3 separate regions of the Mus musculus genome follow, and regions 1 and 2 are each linked to region 3. Evidence: chromatin contacts called from public Hi-C data. All regions are on one chromosome and are shown on one strand. The core of a region is the stretch at or near the end of the contact, and the rest is flanking DNA. Distances in the headings are between cores, read along the strand shown.

The links. Hi-C and Micro-C count contacts between places; a contact is called where the count stands out from the background.
Region 1: a Hi-C map of adipose-derived mesenchymal stem cells shows a contact between it and region 3, with 1.7 times the contacts expected there. The contact joins the enhancer-like site here to the promoter of C230012O17Rik in region 3. A contact is called at or near these places in 1 of 39 promoter capture datasets (embryonic stem cells), 3 of 484 Hi-C or Micro-C datasets (adipose-derived mesenchymal stem cells, germinal vesicle oocytes and nephron progenitors), 2 of 115 datasets of contacts at active chromatin or transcription factors (both in embryonic stem cells) and 2 of 9 other capture datasets (adipose tissue and pancreatic islet).
Region 2: a contact with region 3 is called in a Hi-C map of olfactory sensory neurons, with 1.9 times the contacts expected there. The contact joins the enhancer-like site here to the promoter of C230012O17Rik in region 3. A contact is called at or near these places in 4 of 484 Hi-C or Micro-C datasets (cerebral cortex, olfactory sensory neurons, uterus and 1 more), 1 of 115 datasets of contacts at active chromatin or transcription factors (embryonic stem cells) and 2 of 9 other capture datasets (adipose tissue and pancreatic islet).

What each region holds. Positions count from the first base shown.
Region 1 is chr4:25,012,814-25,016,071 of GRCm38.p6, forward strand. No RefSeq gene overlaps it. Among named protein-coding and RNA genes, the nearest start is that of C230012O17Rik, 47 kb to the left of the region's middle. Within about 2 kb of position 1,963, at least 16 of the 459 cell types and tissues checked have an H3K27ac peak or open chromatin away from gene starts, as enhancers often do. A contact at or near this core is called in adipose-derived mesenchymal stem cells, where this site is marked.
Region 2 is chr4:24,926,919-24,930,288 of GRCm38.p6, forward strand. No RefSeq gene overlaps it. Among named protein-coding and RNA genes, the nearest start is that of Gm46848, 30 kb to the left of the region's middle. Within about 2 kb of position 1,648, at least 6 of the 459 cell types and tissues checked have an H3K27ac peak or open chromatin away from gene starts, as enhancers often do. A contact at or near this core is called in olfactory sensory neurons, where this site is marked.
Region 3 is chr4:24,966,143-24,969,100 of GRCm38.p6, forward strand. It overlaps C230012O17Rik (a long non-coding RNA gene), which reads right to left and starts at 1,333. Exons shown (of 3, transcript XR_881168.2): 1 at 1,282-1,333; 2 at 1-808. It overlaps Gpr63 (G protein-coupled receptor 63), which reads left to right and starts at 298. Exons shown (of 2, transcript NM_001379626.1): 1 at 298-482.

The sequences.
Region 1 (3,258 bases), core at 713-3,212, 47 kb after region 3:
AGTTCTGCTCGATTTGGGTTCTTGGTTTTAAATTAGCTGTCCAATCTGTTTGCATGTGACCGTGTTCTAGTTTTAGAAGTTCTTGGAGTAGCTCTGGCTGAAATGAAATTTGACAGAAGATGATGGGTGTTAAGAAACAGTGAGGAAATTCTGTCTAGGAGAGTTTTGAAAATGTACTGCTGAGTCACTTAAAATTATTAGCATTTGTGAGGCAGAGACTGCTGCTATGTAGATGATAGGATTCATGCTGCAACTCCAATTCCAGAGTCCCTTTAGATAAATACAGGGAGTATTTATGTGAATACAAGAGTTGTGGCTCTGTGCCCATTAGATGTGAGGACCTGATTTCCTGTCTTTCATGTGCAGCTGAAACTTATAAAGAAAGGTTGCACTGAATATATATAGTCATTGTTTTCTTCTGAAACAAAAGGTAAGAGCAATTTAGCAAAATAGAACACCATGCTGCATTTGACGCTACTCATACCTGTGAAAAGAATGGATCCATCTCTATTAGGGCCAGAGCACAGCAGCATCTACCTTAAAACATAAAAATGAAAGCAGTTGGCTTTGCTGTAGAATGAAAACAACTTCCATGGCTGTGTGAAATCATATGTAACCAGAAAGAGAACTCTGGTAGGAAATTATGACATTTATTGAAAAAGTTAGCATGGTTGTACAGTTAGCAAAACCACATGGATGAATGGACAGAGAGGCAGATTCAAATGGGAGATGTCCATGGCTGGAATTTCTTCTTTGGAGAAAAATTAGCTCTGTTTTTTAAAGATTTTAGTTAACTCAAAGCGATCTACCTGCTCCTCACCCCATTGCTAGGATGACAAGAATATGTGCCATTAAGCTTGGGTCCTTCACTTCCTCCTCCTCTTCTTCCTCCCATTCCTCCTTCTCCTTTCTCTTCCTTCCTTTCTCCTCCTCCTAATACTCCCCTCCCTTCCTTCCTTCCTTCCTTCCTTCCTTCCTTCCTTCCTTCCTTCCTTCCTTCCTTCCTTCCTTCCCTCCTCTTCCTCCTCCTCCTCCTCCTCTTCCTCTTCCTCCTCCATGTGAGTTCTGGGAATCAAACTCAGGTCCTTAGACTTTACCAACTTTACCAACTGACCTATTTCTGTAGCCCTAATAATTTCATTTTTGTTAGTATAGTGGACAGTAATGAAATGTTTAGTTACTTATGATTTTAATATTTTTATCACACAAGCCTAACCAGTAAGAAAAAGGATGTATTTTATAGAGAACCAATAGGCCAATGTGGTGAGGTAGAGAATTGCTACATTTCAGTGGTTGGACTTGCAATACGATCTGAGCCTGGGTGCCCTGAGATCCTGGAGCTGACGCTACCCTCCACCTGTTCTGGAATTCATTGCTATTACCTTTGTTCCCTTGATTGAAACCTCTTTGGGAAGTTGGTTGTTGGCAGACATTTCTTTCTGCTTTGATATCTCTTGGGCTGTTCTTATTAGCATAGCATCTATGAATCATATAGAAAACATTTTTTTCCATGACAGAGAGAAAGACGGACTTTTCTTGTGCAACTTTACCTATAGTCTCAAAAGCTGTGATTATTTTAGATTGTAAGAAACCACAATATTTTAGGTTACTTTGTGTGAAGACTACTATTGCTGAGCAATAAACGGTTCTATGTAATCTAGAGACAAATGGCTTCCAAAAAACAAAACAAAACAAAACACTGTAAAACCAAATGGAGGCAGAAAAATGAACTACGGAAGAGCATCTCAGAGGTATAGTGATAGCAACAAAGGAGTGGCCTCTCAGCCATTTCTCTCCGTTCCTTCCCCCAGGTTCACAGCTTCCTGAAAACTACCATTCCTGGGGGCAGAAGTGCTGTGCTTGTTCACTGTTTCTGCCTTTTATCATGGCTGCTCACACAGAGTAGTGTCCCCAAAAGTACAGAAAATGAACCTGATAACAGAGTCTTGGCAAAATCATAGACTGTAAGCCACAAGAGCTGAGTCAGGGCCCAGGTCTTGAGTCTTGCAGTCCAATGACATACTTACTCCACTAATCATTTCCTTAATGGGAGAAAGTAATCCTGGTCACTGGTTTTATTTTGATTTTTCTCTCTGATGTGTCAAGTAAGATGAGGAATGAGTATGCCCAAGAAAGATGGTTGGTAACTTTATTTTGTGGACTTAAAAACCTGAAGAATGGTCTATAAGTGTTTGTGATTTCTAGTGCACAAGATGGAGGAATCCATCTGCCACATTCCTTTAAGGCTAGTCTGTGACTTTGTCTTGTGGTCTTGCTTAAATGTGTAGGACCTCTACTTTTCAAAAGACAGAGGGAGTACATGATTTGTGATGCTCATTCTGAGGAACCGTGTGCCAGGGACTGTGTGCCAGCCTGAAAGCTGTGCTGCAACTCTTCTGTGTGGTCTAAGTGTCTTTGTAAATGAATGATGCTGGCGATATGGGCAACTGTGTACTACAGCTAGGAAACTATGGTATCTTGAAAATGTGCCTGGGAAAGCTTTCTATTGATGTTTTTTGACATCTATATGTCAAATACCACTTTTTAAAACACTTCCCACAGCTCTGTGGATTTGAAATCACTGGCATCCCAGATTTGGCAGGACTCTACACATTTCTTTTCAGCTGTTCTTCCTGATTGGAGCTATTAATAGCTTTAGGGAAGTGTATAATTATCTCAAAGTAGGAGCTAAAGATAAAAAGCTGCTTGAGATTTCAAAGGAACATTTAATAGTTGTTATTATGTAACATTTATTAATATGCTCACTGTGCTCATTGTCTTTGCCAGGAAGACACTGGGAATAAAGAGTCAATCCAAGATGTGACACATGGATGAATAGACACAGAGGTACATTCGAATCCCATCAGAACAATAAGCTGCCTTAGTTTTTTTCTTAAAAAAAAAAGCATAGAAAAAGAAAAGAAAACAGCCAAATCAGACCTGAGTCTTGCAGATGTCCAGAGAACTTACACACCCCAACCAATCTGTAAAACAAAGGTGGCTGGTCCCTTAAGAGCAGAGTTGGAGAAGACACATGGGGTGGACACAGGGCTCATGCTGTACTTTTTGAAATAAGCTCAAAAGTCTGTTTGACCAAGGTGACTTCTGTCTCTGTTCCATGAATAAGCAAATACTAAAGGATTTAAATACTAAATAAAGAAGTAGTACTGGCTAAAGCTAAGTAAAGGTTATAAGTAGTAGTTAGATTTGTCAACTCCTGGCTAAGGCTGTTACTGCACTTTAAAAACATAAAACATC
Region 2 (3,370 bases), core at 398-2,897, 39 kb before region 3:
TGCCTGTAGTGTACATTGTGGGTTGAGTAGGATGAATATTTAGTTACATTTTAAAAAATGGTCTTGAAATATTAGTAGATAGGAAAATGTTAAGACTTCATTGAGAAATGGTCATTATTATACACCAGTTCCACATAGGAATCCAGGGCCTTTAATATTATCAACTTCTTGACCTCTTCTGGCCCATATATTCAATCTTATGGCATTACTACATTATTTCAATTTTTGTTTATTAAAAATGTCTTTGATGCTTGCAGCCAACCATTAGATTGAGTACGGAGACTGCAATGGAGGAGTTAGGGGAAGGAGTGAAGGAGCTGAAGACAAAACAACAATATCAACCAACCAGAGCTCTCAGGGACTAAACCATCAACCACAGAGTACACATGGAGGGACCCATGGCTTCAGATGCTTATGTAGCAGAGGATGGATTTATCTGGCAACAATGGAAGGGGAGGCCCTTCGTCCTGTGAAGGTTCAATGCCCAGCGTAGGGGAATGCCAGGGCAATAGGGAGCTGGTAGGGGATCACCCTCATAGAAGCTGGGAAAAGGAGGGATGGAGTCGGGGGTTTGCAGAAGGAAACCAGGAAGGGGGATAACATTTGAAATGTAAATAAATAAAGTAACCAAGAAAAAAAGTTTTTAAGAAAGGTCTTCAAACATCTGTACACTTATAATACTGAAAAAGTGTTCATTATTTGATTTTTTTCACATTGCCTGCATTTTTTTCTTTATTAAATTTTTTATTAGCCATTTGATATTCCTCAGTTGAGAATTCTTTTTTTTTGCTCTGTATCTAATTTTTTTATTTAATTAAGTATTTTCTTCATTTACATTTCAAATGCTACCCCAGAAATCCCCCATACTCTCCCCCCCCCCTGCTCCCCAACCCACCCACTCCCACTTCTTGACCCTGGCGTACCACTGCACTGAGGCATATAAAGTTTGCAAGACCAAGGGGCCACTCCTCCCAACGATGGCTGACCAGGCCATCTTCTGATACATATGCAGCTATTTTAACTACACACACACACACACACACACACACACACACTGTATGATCAATTGACTGAGTTTTAAAAGCTTAGTATATTCCTTATGTCATAATTTACAGCAAAGATCTGTACGTATTAAAGATATAAATGTATAATGTAGAAAAAATAAATTAACATTCAAAAACAAAAACAAAAACAAACCCAACCAATCAACCAAACCAACCAACCAACCAACCAAAAGAATCCTGGGCCTTGAGCCTTCCTCAGGCAGAATTGGTTGCCCAGGCCGAACTGGGTGCCCCACTCTGAGCAACATGGATACTCTTCCAGATGTTTATCACTTACCATCCTCTGTGACCAGAAGTTCACCTATTATGGCTTCTTGGAAGCAAGGATTCAATTATCCTATTTTTAGATCAGGCTATTCATAACCTGCAGGAGAATGTGCAAACTGTAAGGGTGAGTTTCTGCTCATGTGCACTACGCCTCATACATATGTATGCTACCTGGCTCAAGACCCAGAGCACGGAGTCCCCTTCTGCTCTGTCTCAGTCCGTGGTCAGAAGTGCTCAGGCCTCACTCCAAGTGCCCACTGTCCTAGCCTCCATCACACAGTTGGTTTCTGTCTGTTCCTGAACTCTAAGTGAATCATTCAGAATGTATTCCGCTGTACAGACTGTGTTTGCGAGTCATCTGTCACTGTGCCAGTTCATTGCTTTGTTTACTGTGTTTAATATTGCATTGTTCTTAATTCCCTATTGAGTAATAGTCATGGTGCTTCCAGTTTTCAGGTACTGTGATTATTCTTGTGTCTTTCTGGGGATGCATGCATTCATCCCCTTTGGGTATGTGTGTAGGGATGAAATTGCTGAGTCTGAGGGTGGGTGTATTTGCCTTTATTAGAGACTATCAGTATTTCTTCCAAGTAGCTGTAGCATCTTGCTCAGTCACAGCTGATGAGCCCCAGAGTTGACTTATTGCTGCACCAATAGGTGGTGTGGACAGTTTTCTAGTTTCAGGCATGTGGCGGTGTGGAACATGGTTTAAATTTGTATTTTCTTGAAGCAGAATGATGTCAAACATCTATTCAGTCACTGGACATTTAGATATCTTTTATAAAGTATCTCTATGAGTCATAGATTTAAAAACTAGATTATCTTTGCTCCCTAATTACTTTCCTTTTTTTGGATGACTAATCATCAGTGTAGTGGCTGGTAATTAGCAAGTGTCGGATTAAACAAATGGAGTAAACAAAGCCAGCTTTATTTGCACATGTTTCTATATTACTAGTCATGTGAAATGGAAGCGATCGGTTTCTATGATACATTTGAATTCACTGGCTTTTTAAAAATAAAGAAGGCACATATTTTATGCAGAGCTCTCATATTTATGAGAAGTATTTTTCGCTTATATTGTTTTAATTCACTCATCCATTGAAATATTTGCCATAATAGTGTCTGGAAGCGCAGAACACAAATTGAAACGTCACCGATTAGTCTTTCAGTTTGGTAAAAAGACAGGTTTGGCATGATGTCTAAAATGCAGGATGAGTTCTACTAGTTGTGTTGTTATTAGATTCCTTAACTATAAGATAAGCCTTCTAATCTTGTGATGATAAGCAAGCTTTTAAAAACATGTAAACATTTTAAAACTCTAATTTAAGGTTATTTTGTATTTGAATAATATTTTTTTCTTATTAAAAGAGTAATAGCCACTTGATTTTGAATATTTTAAAAATATACAGAAATACACACTATACAAAAAAATCCAACTTTAGTTGCAACAATCTGTATCAATGTTGGGAAAACACATGTATACCTATATGTGTATAAATGTGCATACATATATGTGTTTAAGTACACGTATATGTGTGGTATATACCACTACTTATTTTTATACTTTCAACAATGTTCTCCTGAGAGACTGTATCGTTCCTTGTATGTATACTTGCATAAACACAATGGTCCTTACTTTGCATTTCACTTGTACAGCTCTTTGCTTTTTACAGCAAACCTGAAAATAGGCACTTAATAGTCTTTCCTACCCTGAGCTTTGTCTGCATGGCAACTGTGCCTGTCGTCCCGCCCCTAGTGCCTATGTGCAGGTAACTCATCAAAGGCGAATTTATTAGTTGTTAATTAACTAATATTTATTAGCTTTTAGAAAGTTGCTAGCTCTGTGTAAGGAACACATGGGTCACTGAGAAACTGTCTGAGGTCATTGTGAGAAATTCATGATTTTCTTCTATTCCTGAAGTTTTATAACGTCAAACACATACTTATAGATTTTCCTATTCACTCCTATGTATCCAAGCAGATAAATAGCTAAGTGGATCAGGGTAGCCACAGATTTACAATGTGCTTCTTAAGACAGA
Region 3 (2,958 bases), core at 83-2,582:
TAAAGATCTTAACAGAGGTGTGGGCAGTTCAAGCAAATGTGAGGTTTCCTGAGCTAGCCAGCAGTGGCTACACATCTTTGGTGTAGGGTCTGAGCACTTAACTCCCGTTTTAGGGGGTGGGGTGACCTGGGGACCTGGAGCGAGAGGAGTCTGAGTTTAGACTGCAGAAGACTCCCGGGAGCCTGTCTGAGCTGCCCCCTCCCCCTTTCCTTGCCTCCACCCCACTCCTCTCTTCCTTACCTCGCGGCCTAACCAGCAGCGGGCGCCTTTAAGAGCGAGCGCTGGTTAACCGGGGGCGGGAGCCGCCGGCAGCCGGCAAGGCGGAGGCACTGCCGGGCGATGCCCCGACTCTCCGCCGCCGCCTCGGCCTCCTCCTGCGCCGGGGGCTCGGAGCTGTGGAGCTGCGGTGCGATGTCCGCAAAGTTCCGGGAGGCAGCGGTCGCCTACTCCCCGCCGTCCCGCCGCGGCGCCTTTTGTGCGAGGTGTGAGCGCTTCCCTGGCAGGCGAGCGCATCCTGGGCGGGCGGGCGGGCGGGCGGTCGGTCGGACGGGCTGGCTGGTGGCGCGGAGCGCGGCTCTCTCCGGACCCCGCGGCAGGAAGCGGCTGACTCGGCAGCCGGCAACCCGGAGAGGCTCCCGGCGCGGCCGCGGCTTCCCGGGGCCACGCGATGTCCTGCGCTGCTTCGGGCCTCCTTGATCCCCGGTGCTCCAGCCGGGGCTCCGCCGAGCAGACCTCGCGGAGGGCTGTGACCCTCGGGAACTTTCCCGCCCTGGGCTCTCCACTCTAGGCTGAGACTCAGCATGTTCGCCTGGGTATTTAAAAAAAAACTTAGCAACGTAGCTTTATGAGAAATTAACCCCCAGGGCTGATCCAGTTTTCAGAAGTGATCTTTGATGAAATATTTGGATTGTCTGAAATACTTAGGAAATACAGGCTTTTGCGTTAGAATGCACCCCCACCCCCGCCTTCGCCACCCCAGTGAGGCAGGGTGAGGTTTAGTGGCATCCTTTTAAAAAAGGATTTTCTTTGTTTATCGACAAGTTTGCTTTTCATCATGTCTTAGATTAAGAATGCTCTAACTTCTTAAGGATTTTATAAGTAATATTTCTAGAAATGGTAAACAATACTTGGTTTATTGTATAATATGACTTTACTTCAGACACTTTTACCCAGGAAGGAGGTAAGCAATCATTTATTTGATAAAGGCTAATAGAAAGTTCATCTCCTGCGGACGGTCTTTCTCCACGGGTCCCACATGGGAAGGAAGCCCCACATGCTTACCTTTCGGGCTTCAGTTCCTGCATTCTGCGTTCTCCTGTTAGTGTGGTCATCTGATGTCAGCTGGAAGTCAAAAGTGCTGATAAAGAGTTCTGTGCGGTATTACACAGTATCACATAGCCCACATTTTAGTGACACAATTGATTGTATCATCTAGTTCACTTGGAACAATTATAATCAAACTCTCGCCCTTAAATCCTGAACTTTTCAGAGTAAGTTATGCATATGTTTCATATATGTGGAAGAAAGATACTTGCTACTAAAATAGTAAGGATAGCTAAGGAAATGCCTTATCTGTACCATGGAAGTTTTGCAATAACAGAAATAGCCACGAATACTGTAAAAAAAAATGGGACATTGATTTTTGTCTTGGAATATAATTTTGTCACTTTGTTACATATATGTATGTATATATACACATATATGTATATATGTGTACATGCACATTTATATGTGTGTGTGTCTGTGTATGTGTGTATGTACTACCAGAAAATGCTTACAGAGTTGTTTTAATCATCAGTTCTGATGTGTGTGTGTGTGTGTGTGTAATTTTTTGTCAACATTCTTGGAGAAGTATTTGCTCAGAAGTCTCATACTTAAACCCCTAACTCTGGGTGCAGTTGTCCCTTATGTTGGTTGTACTTTGGGCAGGTTGGTAAGGGTTTGATGCTCTAAAGGTGGCTGTGACTGAGTCCTGGGCAGTGTGACTTCTTTGAGATTATATCGCTATACTTGACTTGGGACGTATATTGTATGAGGATTCTTTTTGAGACCTTTTCTCTGTACTCACGTGCATGGATATGGATTTATGTAGATATAATGATGTCATACAAGCCCTGTGTCTGTCATGTATCTCTGTCACCTGTCACAGGGAAATCATTCAGGGACACAATGGCGCATGCTCACTAAGAACAGCAGATCTATATGGTTAGAAGCTAAAAACTGTTCTTGCTAGGGTTGGTTATCTTTGAACATTTTAGTTAAAGAATACTGCTTCCTGACAAACACTTCAACTCTTATAAAGCTTGGACTAGCATGCCATTACCAAAGATCTTAAACACACATATATCTATCAAAGCAACCCCACCACTGGGGTTGATTGAATCAGGCATTTTTCTCAGGATCAAAACAATTTCACCATTAGAAGGTGATTCTCTAGGTAAAACTTAGATTTTTCAGCACATCAAAAATGGCCTCGGGTGATTCTCCAGTTTACAACTTAGAAAGTTGACCTCAGTAGCAAACCTAGAGGAAGTTCTATGTTCCCCTCTGTGAAAACTCTTTTGCTGTCTGATTTGAGAGTGGCCCACTGATGGTTCAGTAAACAGTACTCAGAATACAGTGCTGCCAGGGCTATTAAGGGTACCATGCTCTTCCTTTGGAGCAGTCGCTTTCCACAGCTGATGCTGAGGGATTTCAGTGTCTACATGAACATTACAGATGGAATTAGCAACTCTTAGAGTGGTTTTTTATTTTTGCTTTAATTTGCTAGCTATTGGGGAAATGCGTTCGCAATTTGCTTTTGCTATAAATGCTCTTTACATTGTTGCAAGTGGTCTTCCTCATAACATCCCGCCCTCTGCTTTTGATAGCCAGGGTTAGGGTGAGTTCTTACTGTTCTCTTGAAATACATTAGGGAGTTTCTTCAAATTTACATTATGTCTCTTAACTTAAAAAGAA